Linked DNA regions of Mus musculus: regions 1 and 3 are each linked to region 2. The links are chromatin contacts, called in public Hi-C and promoter capture Hi-C maps. All regions are on one chromosome and are shown on one strand. Each heading gives the region's core, a stretch centred on a gene start, on an enhancer-like site or on the middle of the called end of the contact. The rest is flanking DNA. Distances are from core to core; before and after follow the strand shown. Region 1 has its middle 37 kb from the start of Chl1. Region 2 overlaps Chl1 (cell adhesion molecule L1-like). Region 3 overlaps Chl1 (cell adhesion molecule L1-like).

The links. Promoter capture Hi-C pulls out the DNA fragments that hold promoters and counts their contacts. A called contact is a pair of places that touch in the nucleus more often than the background predicts.
Region 1: a promoter capture Hi-C map of the HPC-7 cell line shows a contact between it and region 2, with 10 times the contacts expected there. The contact joins two enhancer-like sites. A contact is called at or near these places in 10 of 39 promoter capture datasets (3T3-L1-derived adipocytes, the C10 cell line, the HPC-7 cell line and 6 more) and 1 of 484 Hi-C or Micro-C datasets (the HPC-7 cell line).
Region 3: a Hi-C map of the HPC-7 cell line shows a contact between it and region 2, with 2.5 times the contacts expected there. The contact joins two enhancer-like sites. A contact is called at or near these places in 5 of 39 promoter capture datasets (the C10 cell line, the HPC-7 cell line, embryonic stem cells and 2 more), 5 of 484 Hi-C or Micro-C datasets (the HPC-7 cell line, brain, cerebral cortex and 1 more) and 4 of 115 datasets of contacts at active chromatin or transcription factors (embryonic hindbrain, embryonic stem cells and forebrain).

The regions. Positions count from the first base shown.
Region 1 is chr6:103,472,049-103,474,748 of GRCm38.p6, forward strand. No RefSeq gene overlaps it. Among named protein-coding and RNA genes, the nearest start is that of Chl1, 37 kb to the right of the region's middle. Within about 2 kb of position 1,448, at least 33 of the 459 cell types and tissues checked have an H3K27ac peak or open chromatin away from gene starts, as enhancers often do. A contact at or near this core is called in the HPC-7 cell line, where this site is marked.
Region 2 is chr6:103,592,734-103,595,433 of GRCm38.p6, forward strand. The region is part of intron 2 of Chl1 (cell adhesion molecule L1-like); the gene reads left to right. Among named protein-coding and RNA genes, the nearest start is that of Gm24784, 5.4 kb to the left of the region's middle. Within about 2 kb of position 1,363, at least 1 of the 459 cell types and tissues checked has an H3K27ac peak or open chromatin away from gene starts, as enhancers often do. A contact at or near this core is called in the HPC-7 cell line, where this site is marked.
Region 3 is chr6:103,524,518-103,527,217 of GRCm38.p6, forward strand. All of the region lies in intron 1 of Chl1 (cell adhesion molecule L1-like), which reads left to right. Among named protein-coding and RNA genes, the nearest start is that of Chl1, 15 kb to the left of the region's middle. Within about 2 kb of position 1,289, at least 41 of the 459 cell types and tissues checked have an H3K27ac peak or open chromatin away from gene starts, as enhancers often do. A contact at or near this core is called in the HPC-7 cell line, where this site is marked.

The DNA of each region.
Region 1 (2,700 bases), core at 198-2,697, 120 kb before region 2:
GTCATAGTCTCATGGCTGTGTCCTAGCAAACTCTCTGTTAGCTCCCGTAGTACACCAACACTCTCATGGCATAGCTTTAACTGTCTCCTGTTCTACCTGGATTTCATTTAATTCTCTTCCTTCCCTCCATCATTCCATATTGTATTTGCTCATTGTTATGAGTGTTATTCCCTCAGGGTCTCTTTCTCTGTGATTTCTGTCTAATGCCTTGCCTTTTAGAACACTTTGGTAGCATTTGCCTCTCTTCCCATTGCCTAATTCAGTTACAGTTTATGTGTACCTCTGTGTGTGTGTGTGTGTGTGTGTGTGTGTGTGTGTGTGTGTGTGTGTGTGTGCAATTGTATACTGATTTAATTACTGTCACCTCCTTCTCTCATCTACTTTCCCTGATAACAGGGATTGATTTTTATTTTCTTCAGAACAGTGTACTGCATCTTTATACTGAATGTGTATATGTGACAGGCATCCAATCTGGCTGATGTGGAACTTGGACTTCACTTACCTTGTTCAGTGTAATCAGTATTCTTAGAATCATGGCTGGAACATGATTGCTAGTGTTGATTGCCTAATATTTTTTTCTTTCATCATTCCATCTTGTATTACCTCAGTGTTATGAGTGTTACTCCCACAGGAACCCTTTCTCTGACCAAATGTGCAGTTGCAAAGCCAAGCTATAAAGGCAGCCATTCCAGCCTGTCTGAGTTATACCTGCTGAATCACATTGACAACCAATTGAGTAAACAAATAGATTGTAATTATATCTATTCCTCATTTAGAAAGCCCAGAGACTAAGCTTTTGTTTGCCTGTGGCTCTCTGGCAGACTTTATGAAACCAGAATGAAAAGATTATTACCTTCAAGCACAATCACATGTTCTTTAATTATCATCAACTTCAAATTTTATGATTCATATCTAAGATTGACAGAAAAAGATATTTAAATGGGGTTGTCTTAGAAAACAAATAATTAAGAATCAAGTCCCAGTTTCATAAACTCAGAATGATATTGCTTTTTATCCCTAAGCAAGTAAATGCTGTTGTGTGCATTTTGATTGTAATAATCTACAAGTACAAAGAGCAAGTCTATTTTCTACAAGGACTAAATAAGATTTCACCATAAATTTCCACAACTTAAAAAATTCGGTCAATATTTGATTACCCAGTTGAATAATAATGTCTTTTTTTATTCATTCCCAGTGAGTTATACCTCTTAATTTTCCTATAAATGGGTGGATGTGTTTTGCTATCAAGCAAGTTAAATGTATATTTTATGAGGCCTAGGTTCATCCTCCAAACCAGGCCAATAAAATGCAATGGTGTTGATGCTGATAAACCTTAGAACTATAAATAAAAGAACAAAGGGAGAGGAAAGTCAGGGGCCCCCACTGTAGGAAAGACAAGGCAGATACTGGTGAGGGAAGCGGTGTGGGAGTAGCAGGAAACCTGCAAACCACGAAGCTTACCGAGAAGCTGCATCTTCGGGGCACAGAGGCTTCTAGCTCCTGTGGCTGAGAAAGATAGTGTAAATTAATCTGCTGCCATTCATCTAAGTTCGGGCACAGCTGTCACCTAAAGAACTGTTCATTACTTCTCTTCTGGTCAAGAGAGGTGAAATGTAATGCATTGAATGTGGACAATGTGTACTAGAGAGGCAGTGAACAGGAGCTCAATGGTTTGAGGTCAGCAGGAGGAACAAAGATTCATTACCCTGATAGTAGAGTAAGGCAGATGTTGCTGTCTTTCTTTTTCACAGGGGCCTCTGGGCATTAAATAAACAAGCAATTAGCATTGAGTGTATAGAAAAGTGAACTTTGGGCCACTGGAACCAGACTCATTTGGAGTCTTTCACATTCCAGAAAGCTCTCAGGTGCCTACTTTCTCCATTGATGTGCTACTTACTCAGTGGACACCTTTATGTCTCCATTGACAAGGATTTCTATGTCCTGTGCCTCTTTTTAAATTGCTTTTCTACTAGAACTAAGTAAGATAAAACAGAGAAATACTTAGTACAATTCACAACCCATATTCAATGTCCAAATATATACACTGTTATACAATTGTCTAATTCTCTATTTTCCTTAGCCACTCTGCAGGCCATTTCAGTCTGGGTATCCTCCCAACATGCTATCTTGTAGAATCATAGATTCCATAGCTGAGATAAAAAAGAACCATCTACTTCATTTACAAAACATAAATTAATTTACAGATTGGGTTTTTTTCCCAGAGATATAGTCTCAAGGATAGACCTAGAGGCACAAATCAGAAAGTTGTTTCTGCAAGGCTCCCTCCCGATTTAACACTCACATGTGGATCCTTCCTTCAGGCTTTGACCACAGAGGATAAAGACCACTGTTTCTCTCAGTTCTTTTTGAAGTATGTTTTATTTTCAATTAGTAACAGTCATAGATCCATTCAGCTACCATTGAGCAGTCATATGTGGATGGTTGCTGTTGTTTTGTAGCTATCTGAGCAGCTCTCTCTCTTCTCTTCCATCCTATACATCACCCAAAGAAAACTTCTGGTGCCAGGCATCTTCACCACCTGCTCTAAAGTCTCATAGTTTCCTATTTCACTCTAGACATCCATAATTCTTGACTGCATACTTTTAGACACAATCATGTCTGTATTTTTCTTGATGACTTATTCCAAACTAAGTATCTTTTTATCATTTTGTAAAGAAAACTTTCATATGAGAGTAAATT
Region 2 (2,700 bases), core at 113-2,612:
AGGCTTCCTATCCTACTGGGGCAGAATTAGACCACCCATGTTCATTTTCTTTTTCTAGCCAATTGTAGGCTGAGAGATTAGAAGGCAGAATCCAGAGACCAACATACTACCCAACACCTTGAGAGCTAAGAATGAGAGAACTTCTTGGAAGGCATTTTTAATGTGTTCACAGCTGCCATGGTCGATAGCACACAGTTAACAAGGGTTTTTCTTAAATAAAGTATGCTCAAAGCTATGTCTGGCAACTGTTACTTGCTCTTAGCTGGGAGGTCAACTGGGTCTTCTGACCACAGCTTCTTGCTGTGGCCTCTTCTTAATGAAATCTTAGGGTAGTCAAATTTCATCTTTCACTATATGTCTCCTTCAGAGCAAGCCCCTTAAGAGAATTAGGAAGAGGTGACATTCTTTCAAATTTCCTTTTTCTTAGTACATTTTTACCTTAATGAAAATGTAACTACAATTTACTTCCTGTTTCTTTCTTCCAGCTTCTCCCATGCCCCTCTTACTCTTTTTAAAATTCATTACCTATTTTATTTTCTATAATAATAATAATAATAATAATAATAATAATAATAATAATTATTATTATTATTATTTTGACTATTAAGGCTTAATTGCATGGTTGAAAAGAGCAGATATGTCATTTCTTTGGTGGAAGATGTCAAAGAGTCTGTTTTTAAATACTGCACAGTACAAAAATCCAGGACCACCTCTTCAGTCTAATCAAAATAATTCATATTTTGGCATAAATGTCATTTTCTAAGGATCTTGCAAGGAATGGGGGAAAAGAACGGTTATTTCCTACAATGCCAAAATCCACCCCTGAATTTGGGCAACTTGTTTTTATTTCAATTTCATTTGTAAATGACAACATGGGCATGTGCTTTTTTTATTGCTCAGGCTTTAAGTGAGAGGGCCAGTGAAGAGCATGTAGTAGCTCCTTGGATTTATTGCTAATAAGAAACAATAGCAATTATATAATAAAGATAAATATAATAAGTCATACTTCAGATTAATTGTCAAAAGACTCATTTCTAATCTTACGTGGAGAATTAATTACAAAAAGCCCCTTCTAGGACTACTCTTACAGTTAACCCTTAATCAACAGACACAAAGGTTCTCACAAGAGAAAACGAACAGGGTTGCATATTGTGAGTCTTTATTTGTGAGACTCAGGGAAAACGGCCAACAGCTTGTAAATGGGAATGGACCTTAGCAATAATAGAAAGCTAGGGACACAGATCTGAGAATGCAGACATTTTCATGCTAAGCTTTGGAAATCAGGAAGTGTGTGATATGGTTATCTCACAAATAGCTTCAGAGAGGCTGCAGAGAGGAACAGGAAATCAAAGTGAACAGTGATAAATGTAGGCAGGAGGACGGTGTGCTGGGAAGCATTGTCATTCTTCCATTTAATATGTGTGCTGTGTCTGAAGCACTCTTATGAAAAGCCATCTTTTATGCTGAGAGGAGATCATGTTTTTGTGACATTCCTACTTGGTAGTCATATTTCCAGCTATTAAAAGCCGCATTGTGATAAAACAGTGTTTTGATACATGCAGGCTGTGAAGTCATGGGAACAGACATTTCCCACAATGGAGTGGGGTTTCAGCATTTGCGATTCTTCTATTTATGAACAGCACATATGAATGACCCTACTAGTGTTATGAATACACACCATTTAACTACTTATTAAACCATTTACATGGTCACTGTGTGCTTGATTGTTATATTGCTGTTGTGATTAACAGCATGACATTCATACAAGTACAGGTAACTGTCACAGACAATGCTGGGACACTGTTTATTTAAAACTTCTCAGTGTTTACATTCAGTGATATGATGGTTTACCTTTTATCGTTGTCTTTTCTTTGACATTTGTCTGGACCCTGTTGTCTCCTTCTAACTCTTAGCTGTAGTGCAAACATCTTCATCTTTCTGTTTATGTTGATCATATTATTGTGCAATTCTTTGCTGTGTTTGCATAGAACATATAGCTTTCTTCCCAGTTTTAGATTTGGTAATATGGATATATTCTTTTAAAATATTTTTATTGTGTTTGTTTGTTTGTTGATGTACTATGTGCACAGTAAGGGGCATGAGTGCATGTGCCGGGGCATATTTGGAGGTCAGAGGACAAGCTGTGACAATTGATTCTCTCCTTCCAGTATGTGGGTTCCAGAGATCAAACTGAAGCCATCAGATTGACAGTATACACTTTTCCACAACAAGCAATCCTTCTGGAACTTACATTATTTTTTAACAGTGTAGAAACATATCTACTTCATAAATTTCAAGACTTATTTTATTAAACATTTATCTTTCCATCTATATAAGAGTTTGTTCAAGAATAAAACACTATTCTTTACAAAATATATTTTGACTAGGTGAAAATTAAAAGAAAAAAAAAAGAATTAGACTTAATGTCTGCACTCAGGTATTTAAGCAGTAAGTTAATGTTTTAGCGAAGACTCTTTCAGTGGGAAGAAGCCTAAAGCAAAGATCATTTGATGTCTTATCACTAAGAATGCTATGAAGCTACTACAGCAATAACAAAGAAGTATCAAGACCGGGGGTGGGGGGAGAGTTTATGTGCGCATAGGTCGAAGCAGTGGTCCTCAGACCTTTGACTAAAAGTTTCAACTGTAACCCTAAAATGACAGTTTGACAGGTACTTATCTCAACAATATTTATCCTCTC
Region 3 (2,700 bases), core at 39-2,538, 68 kb before region 2:
TACTATGTACTCTAGGTAGACTGATCTACAGTAAGGTGGTAGAACCTTTAGAAAGTAGGTACTAGTTGGAGGCCCATGGGTGTTTGAGTAGGTGGCTTTCAAAGGAAAAGGAGCACTTGGCCTCCCCTCTTACTCTATCCATTGCCTGCTGGCCATCAAGAAAGCAATTTTACATTGCCACCTAGTCCCCACTCTTTAGAGACTCATTGTGACAGGGCATGGGATCGAACCTCTGAAATTGCAAGCCAAATGAACCTCATCTCTTATAACTTTATTATCTTAGCCATTTTGTCATATTGACAGTAAACTGACAAACTATCTCCTTTGATATATTTATACTTATTATTCACCACATGGTCAGTTACATAAAAATTAAAAATCTTCCAGGGAGACATTGCGTTCTAGGGGAGCATGATGTTCCTTGCAATATACCCACTTCTGTTTTTAAGATTGTTTGTTTGTGTGTGTGTGTGTGTGTGTGTGTGTGCATGTGCACGCACATATGGATGACAGTGTCTGTAGAATACAGAAGTAGTTTTGAGCCATCCAGAAGATCCATCTCTCTATCCTCAATCACTCACTTTTCATAAAGCTTAAGACCATCAAATTTGAGAATAGTAACATGCCAATAGTTTTTGAGTTTTGGAAAAATTGAGGCTATCCTGTTTTGTTATGGTGTGTGTGTGTGTGTGTGTGTGTGTGTGTGTGTGTGTGTGTGTGAGAGAGAGAGAGAGAGAGAGAGAGAGAGAGAGAGAGAGAGAGAGAGAGATATTCATTTATTGTTATTTCATTGGACCTTAGGACTTCCTGCCCTAGAGGTCATGCTAATATTCTGACTTACTTGCCATAAACAGAAGAAAATGATAGGCTCTGATTTTCTTGGCAAAATCACTTGTAGGATATTACAGTACATTTCCATATTCCACAAGGTATGTTAATGACAAAGGCTGTGTACTCTACTATGATTCATAAGATGCCTGTGGCTTTTATCTACAGAGAGCAGCAGTGAGATGAGATAAAGGGGCCCTGTGTCAGCATGAATACTATAGACTAATAATTTTGGGTTGGACAAGATGCTTCGATTCTTTCTCCCAGATTTGTTTAGATTCATCCCCTCTCTTATTCAGTTCTTTTATAAATCTCTTGAACTTGTGAAAAGTATGAAATCACTTAGCAGAAGGGCCATTTACACTGAATTTCACATGCCAGAAACTGAGAGGCCTACTGCTTAGGTTGACCAGGGTTGCTGGACTCTACTGGGAAGAGAGTAGAGAACAGTTTCTCTTTTCCTTTCATGGTCATGTAACCACAACAGAAAGGGAAGTAGGCAGTTTGCTGTGGCATGATGATGACGAGGAGGAATTTGGCTATTGGAATATCTTATTTACAGCTTGCAGAAGCACAGCTATAAGAGAAACAGGGCTGATGTGTGGAGCCTGGTCACAATTCTCACAACTACTGTAGTCTTGTAGAAGCACAGAAAAAGAAGCAGACCCAGGATAGATAGCTCAGGGAGCATCTTTGGACGACTCCTTTCCCTTCTGATGCCCTTTGATTATAAAGAAGTACACTCATGCCCAGTAGGTGCACATGCCCGTGTACTCATGACCTTTACAATGTTGTCTAACTAAGTCTTGTTGCCACCTTCTTCTTCATGTGCCTCTCCCTTTTTCTTATATATTACAGATTGTGTGGGGATATCAATCTTATTATGCTAAAGCTTTGACTTACCTATCACAAACACAAGAACATGATAGGCTATGATTGTCTTGGCAAATCACATGTAGGATGTGAGTATATTTTCATATTCCACAAGGTATATTAATGACAAAGGCAGCATATGTAATAATAAAGTACTATACTATTGTGGATTCTATTCTATATTGGCTATTAAATTCCCTTTGAATGGAAGCCAGCATGTGAGTGTATCTTTATAAGCAAGAGCCTCAGAATCCACAGAACTAGCAGGAGTGTGCCTAGACCAGGCGTTCACAGGTTATCAGATTTTTGCTTTATTTTCTCAACAGGTCATCTTGACTTATTCACAGTGTCAACTGACAACACACCTCTTGAATTCAAGAGAAAAAGTGATAGTTTTGAGGGACTGTGATTCAGAAACAAAAATTCAGATTACTGTGAAAGAACCGTTTCACTGGAGAAAAGATTTAATAAACAAAGGCATGGATCAATGTATTTGCTAGACACTTTGCTGAGGGCAGTCCATAAATGTCTTGCAACAAATCTGGGAAACCACTGCTACAGGACTGTGATGCTATTTAAGCTACCTATCTGCTAAGTGGATATATTCTAAAAGTTTTAGTCAAGAGTCTGGAGGGTGTTAAACAAAACACAGAGAAGGGCAATAAGTGGCTATCGTGGGAACTAAAGATACCACAGGGTAATTTTGACGTTTCATCTGCACCATTCCAGTTCTCCATGGTGACCCTTTTAATTCGTCCCTTCCCTTATAGGATCTGCAGCCTGGTGCATGAGAAATCTGCAAGTAATATAACCTTATAGGAGTATGCTTCTCGAATGGGTTTCATTTTCAGATGATAAAATAACACTTGTCGTGAGAACTGCCTGAGGGGCAGAGTAGTAGAGAACCACGGTGAGTTCCATGAGACAGTTCCTCTCTGGCTGTTGGCATAGAGCGTACGATCTCCAGTTCTTCCCTTTTCACAACATGCAGTAATTTTG